Regions from separate parts of the Mus musculus genome. Here region 1 is linked to region 2. Evidence: chromatin contacts called from public capture Hi-C data. All regions are on one chromosome and are shown on one strand. The core of a region is the stretch at or near the end of the contact, and the rest is flanking DNA. Distances in the headings are between cores, read along the strand shown. Region 1 overlaps Ctnnd2 (catenin (cadherin associated protein), delta 2). Region 2 overlaps Ctnnd2 (catenin (cadherin associated protein), delta 2).

Region 1 (5,212 bases), core at 961-3,460, 220 kb after region 2:
ACAAGACACTGTGATTGAAAGACTAATGCTCCCTCCTAAGACACCTGACATGTAATCTGGATTTATCGCCTATTTCTTTCCTTCTAGAAGTATTTGGTAATTTTGTGACTCTAGTAACAGATGCTGTGCTCGTATGCTTCTTGTCTTGACACAAATAGATGACTGTGAAGATAAATAGGATTAAAAAAAAAAAAGGGAACTTGTCACAGGCACAAGGCAGGTGGCCAAGGACTTCTTTAATTCAAACACAGTAATCACCAGCAAAGACTAGTTAGCTAGTTAGCTGGTTAGCTGGCTTAGTGGGATGCAGGCTGGGATATGCTGCCCACAGGACTGTGCTCGGTTTGTTTGCAGAGAATAATCTGTCTCACTGCTGTGCCTGGAGAGTGGGATTTTGGAGGTAGCCAATCATTAATGCCCAGCTATGTCTTCTAAGGTAGCCACTAGTTTGAAGAGCATCTTAGGAAACAGGCAACAAGCTTTATGTTTATGAGATCATACCAAGAATCAGAGGGGTGAGAGGTCACCCTGGTCATCCCCCAGCCACCATAGAGAAGATGCAAGGAGTTAGGGGTCTGTAGACTTCTAAAGCCCATTGCATTTCTGTGTTTGCCTGGTGGAAAACAGAAGGGTGGTTTTGTTGTTGGTGGTGGTGTTTGTTTGTTTGTTTGTTTGTTTGTTGAGGGAGGGGGTCCCACCTCTTCCCTCACCTGCTGATGTGTGACAGACATGTGCTGTCACACTGTATACCTGTGGGGAAGCAGAGAGTGGCCAGATAGCAGAACGTGTAGAATTTTGAGGAAAGGTTTAGGGAATGGAAATACAGTTACCAAGAATGCGACCATTCCTTGCATATTTTGAAAATGACTTATATTCTAAGGGCTGCAAAGAATGTTTCAAAGGCTTTGATGGCAGTCAGTCGGGGTGGGGTGCTGGTGCTGATGTTGGTACTGGTGCTGCTGGTGGTGCTGGTACTGGTGCTGATGTTGGTGTTGGTACTGTTGTTGGTGCTGGTGCTGGTGTAGTGTTGGTACTGGTGCTGGTGTTGGTATTGGTATTGGTGTTGGTACTGGTGCTGGTGCTGGTGTTGGTGTTGGTACTGGTGTTGGTGCTGGTGCTGGTGTTGGTGCTGGTACTGGTGCTGGTGTTAGTGCTGGTACTGGTGCTGGTGCTGATGTTGGTGGTGGTGCTGGTGTTAGTGCTGGTGCTGGTGTTGGTGCTGGTGGTGGTGCTGGTATTGGTGTTAGTGCTGTTGCTGGTGTTAGTGTTGGTGCTGGTGCTGGTGCTGGTGGTGGTGCTGGTGCTGCTACAGGTGCTGATGGTATGTATACAGTCACATTTCTTTCTGTTAGAGGTGAAGGCTTCTCCAGTCAGAAAGAGAGCTCTAGTTGACCAAGACATTCCCATCTGTTCCTCATATTTTCTTGCCATATTACATTTTTGCTACCTAGTGAGGAAAAAATATTCAATATGCCATCAAAGAGACATAATTTTAGAGTTGCAGTGAACATTTTAAATGTTTGAATTCATTTGTTTAACATACATGTTAAAATATTCATTTAAAGACTTCTTCATGCAAATTGCCACTGGTGGGTTTGAGTTCAGAATTATCCTGTCAGAGTATATGAAGGATGGATTCGAGTAAGATCTCGAGTTCCATTTGGAAAATCATGACCCATGGCCAAAGAGAGTTATCAGAGATGGACTATAGTATGTGTGAGCTCACAGACAGCCAAGCTTACATACCCTGCATCTGATGCCCTGTGTTTGAATCTCTTCCAAGTATCATAAAGTTTGGAGCCACCTGGCTTGCCAAATGAAATGGCAAAATATATATATATATATATTGAGATTACAGAATAGATTTTGTCTCAGTAGAGCTGTGAATCGGGAGATCTGTTACTGACAACCAGAAGTATCGGTAGAGGATAGAGATGCTCACTGTCAGCTAAGGTCTCAGGTCTTCGCTGTTCTCTCTCTGTATACCACCACCAAGTCAGTTGCTAGAGACAATACATCCCCTGAAAGTTCCCGACTCCTCTCAAACAGAGAGGACAGAAAATACAATACTTTCAACGGGGTGACTCAGAAGGTGGCTTTTGAGTCTTCCCTGAAGTGGTGAGCCAACCAGCCCTGTGAAGACTAGGGAAGGGCGAGCTCAGAGGCTGGGGACTGGGAGTGTGCCTGCCATGCACAAAAGGGAAGCTCTGAGCAGGAGGAGGGCTTGGCCCTTGCTGAGGTTGGATAGATTCCGGAGGCCTTACAACACAATGAGGGCAGGCACATAACTGACATAGTCTGGCTTCGTTTGCAGCAGGCTTACTCTGACTTGATATGTTAGCAATCTGATTCAGGGATCAAAGGCAAAATAAGGATGTCCATTGGGCGTGATTACAATAAGCTAAGTTAAAGTTAACCTCGGAAACAATATACTCACACTGAAGGTGATGAACAATAGGGGTGTGTGCATGTGTGCAAGCGAGCGCACGCACTCACACACATACACGGATGCTTGCCACTGTGATTTTTGTGAACTAGGTGAAAAAGGTAAGAAAGAAGATCAACAAGAGAACGGAGTTTCAGTGACACAGCTGGAGCACGTTGCAGAAGCACCTGCATAGGTTTAGGAAGTGTGGATAGACACTAAGGCCCAGCTAGTTACAGAGGATGGCACTCTGCCAAAATCCCAGCACACACACCTCATAGAAAATTGGATATATGGGTCAGTCTTTTATCCAGGACTTGTTTTCTTAGCTAAGAGCTTGTCCAGGGTTTCAAGTGCTGTCGAAGGATGTCAGGCTGTCAGTTTCAGAAAGCACTTGGGCAGGAAGAAACATATCCCCCTCTCTACAACATGATCTTCCCCATGACTGAGCTTGGTAGAAACAAGGCCAAGATTTCAGAGTTGTCACAATCTGGGTTAAACTCGGAAAAGTGTTACGTTTACGAAACTCAAGGCATTAGACACTCAGGGTTTCTTAGTATTACTTCTTTTCTTGTGCAATTATACATCTTTTTATTACACAAAGCTGAGTGGGAACCAGTTTGCCATCCTTGGAGGTCCCAAACTTTCTGCATATTAGCTGTCTACTCCATGTTGCAGAGAGGGTCACTATAGTATGTACTCTTACTGTCTTCCATGACACTAAGTAGTATTCCTGAATCATTAAATGTTAACTTTGGTTGTTTAACAGATAACCAACCTGGGATCTTAGAAATGTACCAGAAAGAAGTCACGCACTTTTCTCATAGGCACAAGGCAGCTCTAGTGAACTGGAAAACATGCCGCCGCACGGTTCGCATGTAAAGGACCTGTCATTTCTGTGTTCCACATGCACAGCTTCAGTTGAGGAGGGTTTAAAACACTGTCTCACACTGCAGCCCAGGTTGACTTAGAAGTCACTGTGTAGCCCAGGATGCCTCTGTACATATAGCCATCTCTCTGCCTCTGTCTCGAAGGTGCAGGGATTACAGTCATGACCCACCATTCTCAATTTTTTGCTACAACTGCTCCAATTTCAGTTTTAAAGCCAGTGTAGAGTAAGACAGAGCTTAGTTTTGATGGGAAAAACCACAAGTGACAAATTAGTGAGGTCACATGTGTGCCCAGCATGCTTCTTTTAGGAGACCACCCCAGAGAAACATACCTGAAACTAACTCAAAGCATAGGTATCTATTAGTAGTAAGGGGCAGAGGACAGAGGGCCAGCATGGCCATGTTTGCTCAGCAAAGATGAGTGAGTGAGGAGAGATAGCAGGGAAGCGATGAAAGAAGATGGCACAAGAGGAAATGGATCCCACACTACAGGGCTTGTGATGTCACCATCTTTGCGCATAGCTGGCAAGTCCATCTTTGCATGTTAGCAACTGTTCTGGGAACTTTGCTGGAGATGGGTCAGGACTAATGGGCACGCAGACAGAGAGGCCTTGAAACTGTCCTGTCCTCATAGATGTAAGCATCACAATTGTCTCCTACTTTTTTCAAAGGTGGGTGGGGTGGGCGGGGGAGGGGTGTTGAGAAACTCAGTGCTGGGATCACATATCAACGACAGAGGGAGAAAGCTTTCCAAGTGATAGAACTTGCCTTTTACTTTGTTCTACTGACAGTCTCCGTCGCTTAACTTAATTGTCTGTGCGTTGAGTTAAATGTGTTTATCATGATGAGTGAACACATTAAATATTAACGATGAACAAAATTATATTGAGAAACACATTATACTGCAGAACACTTGCCGTGCATGGCTTAGAGTGGCACACTCTGCTGTTTGCACATCACGTGGGCTCGCAACATCAGATTGAGGCAGTGTGATCTTTAACTCTGTCCCTTAGACTTGAGCGGAGGCTCAGCAGTGACGTATTCCTTTCCCAAATCTGCAGGTGACAGGAATCTAACCTAGACAATTTTGAGTAGAGTCTTTATAGTATAAGCTATACATACTTTATAGTATAATATAATATACATACTTTATAGTATAAGCTATACATAACCCCATGAGTACACAGCATCCTTTTCTGTCACTAAAGGACAATAGGAAGGCCATAGGTATTTAGTATAAAGTTGGGTGGGTTTTTTGGTTTATTTTGTTTATTTTGTTTTGTTTTGCCCACCATTATAAGTTTTTATTGAATCTCTAGCAATTTTGAAGAAATAAAAAGTGTCTCACATGAGTGTCAAAATCCTACTGAGTATGGTTTCACGCATGCCAATTTTTGTTACTCTAAAATAAGACCATCTTCCATTTACTGAGTTTAGAGCTGAATTAGTTCTGCTGGAGATACAAATGCAAGCTATAAATATGTATTGGAATTATCAGGCCCTAGAAGCTTACTTTGAGAGAGAAATGACATGTAAAATGTAAATTCTTGACCAGTGGTTTCCACGAGAACTGACCTTATAAGGAGAGTTATTTAGTCAGGGCGTGATCGACTTATACTCCAGCCAAATGGACACGAGCTGTCTTACATAGAGTGGACCATGCACTGTAAACTCCGTGTTTCAACTATTTGGAGCGTCATTCAACCTCTGACTTCCTGTGGCTCTCACATCTCACTCTTCCAGTTTATACGAGGGAAAGTGTCAACCAAAGACCCTGTAGGCTCTGCTGGACCCTGCATGTTTCCTGGAGGAGATGGTCCCAGAGCAGACGGGCATGGTCCCTTGGTGAGTTCACAGTGAGTGTTTAAAGCTCCGCTCCGGATACAGTTCAGAGGCA
Region 2 (4,575 bases), core at 1,526-4,025:
AGTTCATTTAACTCACTAAATATAGTATCTACATAATAGGTAAACTTAGTAGGCATATCCTGTAGCCGAGAAGGCTGAGGCAGGAAAGGGTGGTTCAAGGACAGCATGCACTACATAGCAAGAGCCTCTTTAAACAGTGAGAGGCATATAGCCAATCAGATGTATAATGATTCTCTCAAGAATCAAGACCTCTGTAAATAATTAAAATAATTAAACTGTTTTTACAAACAAAAATGCATTTTTAGAAATTACCTAAACTTTTTTTATTGAAAATAAGTATGAATTTTCAACTGCTATATATTTTTAACTACCAATATGTTTAAAATATGTTTCCCATGAGTCACTTTATATACAGCAATGTTCAAGACTGAAAGGAGTTAGTCTATCTGATAAAGTGTGAATAAATATTTTTGTTGAGAGGCAAGGGAATGGAGAAAGTTGTCAGACTCTGGTGTCTTTATAGGAAGTTAGACAACTGTACTATTGTGACATCAAAATTTTATCCTAGGCTATGGAGAGTAGTAGGGAAGAAGCTGGAGCTGAGGAACCAGTGGCAGCAACATCTAATTCCACGAACTCCCCGATTTGAAAGTATGCAAGGTTATAGTCACATGATTCGGTGTAGTATTTCTTCCGCATGCCTCCATTCCTCCCCTTTGAAATAATAATGTAAATTCTGTGTATTGTAGTAATTTCCACTTTTACTTTAAAGGAATCTACAAATAGAAGATTGTCTTGAGTCTCAAAAGAGACTTTAGACTTTGAAACTGGACTGAGACTGAAAGATTAGGGGTTTTAGATAACTGTACCAACGCCGTTTGTCATTATGACATGATCCTAAGTCTATGATGTCTAGATAGTGGAATGTGGTTGTTTGACTGAGAGTAGCTCCCATAGGCTCATGTGTTTATTTACTCAGCCCCCAGTTTGTAGAACTGTTTGGGAAGGGTAAGGAGGTATGGCCTTTGTGAAGTAGGAGTGTCACTGTGGATATGCTTTGGGCTTTCACCCCCTACACACACATCTTTCTAGGAAGCTCTTTTTTTCTCCCTGCCTGATAGTTGTATCTCAGGTGTAATCCCACAGTCACTGCTCCAGTGCCAGGCCTGCCTGCCTTCTATCATGCTGTCTGCCATGATAGTCATGGACTCCCCCTCTGAAATTCTAAGCTTCCAATAAACCATTTCTTCAAAAGTTGTCTTGGTCATGATGTATTAGCAAAACAACCAACAAGTAACTAAGACAGTTACCTCTTAATAACTGTGCATACAAGAATTAAATTCAACACAGGGGCAGTGAATTTCTTGACAGAGAAAGCTCATCTAATGCATAAATAATAAAGCATCATTTTGAATGCCAAAAGGACTTAGGTATGGCCAGTCCCTCAGTTCCCGGTTTGTGCCTTGGTTCTGAAACCCACAGAATTTTGGTCTTTATACCGTTCCTTTTCCTATCACTTTGAAGGAAGCACGGGGTTGACTTGCAACTGTCATAAATGGCTTTTATAATCATTAATCAGTGACTTTTAGAAATATTATTTCAATGTAAACCTCCTGAATGGTATTTATATACCACAAGATTGTGGGGAAGACGAAAGTTAAGCTTTAATCTCATTACTTCCACACGCTGTAATTGGTATACAGATGCTTGACAGTAAAATAAATATGACTCAAAACCAAAACAGATTTTAATGGAAGTGTTTTGACATTGATGAATCTTCTTAGGAGATGTCACAGAGAAGTGTTTTGGACCACTGATATATTTCACTGGCATTGCCAACATGAAACAGGAAGAGCATCCATTCAAGTAATGCATGCTGCAATGGGGAGAGAATGCCTGGGCCTTAGAGGAGTGGAGTCATGAACATAGGCTGATGTCAGTTGACCATAAAATTCTTTAGAAGTTTGTAATTTTTTATTCTTAGAAATAATCTTAATAAGGAATTTCATCTCTGCTTTTCTGTAGCTTTGGCATTAGTGGATAATTTTTTTTCCTTAGAAGTGGGAACAAAACACCCTTGGAAGGAGTTACAGAGACAAAGTTTGGAGCTGAGATGAAAGGATGGACCATGTAGAGACTGCCATATCCAGGGATCCACCCCATAATCAGCATCCAAACGCTGACACCATTGCATACACTAGCAAGATTTTATCGAAAGGACCCAGATGTAGCTGTCTCTTGTGAGACTATGCCGGGGCCTAGCAAACACAGAAGTGGATGCTCACAGTCAGCTAATGGATGGATCACAGGGCTCCCAATGGAGGAGCTAGAGAAAGTACCCAAGGAGCTAAAGGGATCTGCAACCCTATAGGTGGAACAACATTATGAACTAACCAGTACCCCGGAGCTCTTGACTCTAGCTGCATATGTATCAAAAGATGGCCTAGTCGGCCATCACTGGAAAGAGAGGCCCATTGGACACGCAAACTTTATATGCCCCAGAACAGGGGAACGCCAGGGCCAAAAAGGGGGAGTGGGCGGGTAGGGGAGTGGGGGTAGGTGGGTATGGGGGATTTTTGGTATAGCATTGGAAATGTAAATGAGCTAAATACCTAATTTAAAAAAATTTAAAAAAATTTTTTTCTTTATACTTAAATTTACTTAATGCACTTACCTTGGAATTGTAGGAGGATATGTAGCTAGGATTCCGTGTATCTCGGCACAGCTCTGCTCACTTTAGATATTAGTTCTTTAAGAACCTTTCACAGAGACAGACAGGCTTGATATTGTTCTTCAAAAATAATTAGTGATTACTCCTGACAGTTTCCTGTTTCTATGAAAAACAAGCTTCCAAATATAAAGCCTGAGTCATAATTTTACTGAAAGAAAAGAACATATAACCAAGCAAAACAATTCATCTTCAAGTTCTCCTTTTGTAAAATCATCTTTCTTTTTATAAACTTCAACATATTTCTTTAGTTGAGTGCTCACTATATAACCCTGGGTGATCTGGCACTCGATGCATAGACCATGCTGGCCTTGAGTAGAACACCACCTGCCTCTGTCTCTGGAGTACTTAGATTAAAGGTGCATGCCATGATAACTGGTCTATAAAAGTCATTTTCATTAACATATACAGTTGTGCAAAAAATGGTTTTATTATGATGTTTTCATACTTGTATGTAGTGTCTTCTTCACATAGTCACTACCTGGTAATTCTTGGGAGGAGCAAGCACTGTTCTCTGTGGCATTTGATCTTGATCTAGAAATGAGGTTTTCTAGACCAGGATAGCAAGTGGTGATTGGCTAGAGATGCACATGCAGAAAGCACAAGCATAGATGAGGGGAGCACATGGAGGTGTCTTCTTAGAGGGGATGCTATCACAGAGGCAAATTGGTACCCAGGACTATGTGCCATGCAAGGGACCACGTGAACTATGTACTCACACCAGTTTTTGTTTTAGGGAAAATATTTATCATTGCATATTGATAAACATGGCACGAGATTATATTATGTGGATTCCATGATCAGATAACAAGATAACTCTAAGTCTACCTCAAAGTAAAACTCCATGAAAGTGTGAGTTAGCATGTTTTTCTGTTAGACTTTTCCTAACACAACAACTTACCCCTCAAATGTATGTATTAATTCTTGAGTCCAAACTGGTGTATATCTAAGCTGTGTTTCTTCAATAAAGTGTCTTTTTCTCGAACCAGAAACTAAGCAACAGTATCCTTGTGAGCTTAAGTAAACATGCAGCTATATTTCAACAAACAACAGGGTAGCCAAATAGAAATATGTCAGTGACTCAAAACTATGACTTCATACCATTTTTGAGGAGTAGAACTGTGTGGATGATGTTTTCAGCAATGCATTTTATAATTGACTTGGGCAACATTTGTGAGGATGACTTTCTTTTGCTTAAAAGTTATGGACCGTCAACTAGAACCTACAGTGCTTGCTATTGTGAGGCAAGGGGAGGAGGGTAGGTTATTGAAAGCTGGCTTCTCTGGCTGCGAAAGAAACTCAGTTGGCTTCAGACATTAACACTTACTGGTTTGTCAGTCTGGTGTGGTTACTTTTCTTCTCAGTTGATCCATGTCCAAACGGGAATACTATTGTTCTTTTATATGATTACACTGACTAGGTAAGGCGATACAGTCAAAATCAGCTGTTCTTACAAATATATTGTTTCTGAACTGAAGTTCACAGGAGAGGGAGGATGTACACCTTTGTAAAAGATTCTATATGACCGAGTGACCCACTAGAATTTTGAGAATTGTGGCAAGTGGGAATGTTTCAGGTTATCTTCAATTCCATGAAGCCATTTGTTTCTCATCTCTTTGTTTGACCTAGTAGCCTTGTAACTATCAAATAAACTCTCTGGATTGTGCAAACAGACCCTAACTTCCACCAACTCAAAGGCTAAGAGTGAAACCATGCAACATCTGAGACCTATAGGAGAGACTCCTCCACACCAGTACACCCAGCCTACCTGACGTTCTCTCCAAAATCTTTAAAAAATACCCCAACTTATGACTTTTTTTTGTCAATCATGAAACTATTGCCATGTTGGACATGGAATTTGTAGATCGCTACATGCTGGTTTCCAAGCCACAGCTACTAATTTTTTA

The links. Capture Hi-C pulls out chosen DNA fragments and counts their contacts.
Region 1: a capture Hi-C map of bone marrow-derived macrophages shows a contact between it and region 2, with 6 times the contacts expected there. The contact joins two enhancer-like sites. A contact is called at or near these places in 1 of 39 promoter capture datasets (hippocampal neurons), 1 of 15 datasets of contacts at CTCF or cohesin (pro-B cells), 6 of 484 Hi-C or Micro-C datasets (the HPC-7 cell line, bone marrow-derived macrophages, cerebral cortex and 2 more), 1 of 115 datasets of contacts at active chromatin or transcription factors (bone marrow-derived macrophages) and 2 of 9 other capture datasets (bone marrow-derived macrophages and embryonic stem cells).

Annotation. Positions count from the first base shown.
Region 1 is chr15:30,647,946-30,653,157 of GRCm38.p6, forward strand. All of the region lies in intron 7 of Ctnnd2 (catenin (cadherin associated protein), delta 2), which reads left to right. Among named protein-coding and RNA genes, the nearest start is that of Gm31841, 32 kb to the right of the region's middle. Within about 2 kb of position 2,211, at least 9 of the 459 cell types and tissues checked have an H3K27ac peak or open chromatin away from gene starts, as enhancers often do. A contact at or near this core is called in bone marrow-derived macrophages, where this site is marked.
Region 2 is chr15:30,428,971-30,433,545 of GRCm38.p6, forward strand. All of the region lies in intron 2 of Ctnnd2 (catenin (cadherin associated protein), delta 2), which reads left to right. Among named protein-coding and RNA genes, the nearest start is that of Gm41284, 72 kb to the right of the region's middle. Within about 2 kb of position 2,776, at least 1 of the 459 cell types and tissues checked has an H3K27ac peak or open chromatin away from gene starts, as enhancers often do. A contact at or near this core is called in bone marrow-derived macrophages, where this site is marked.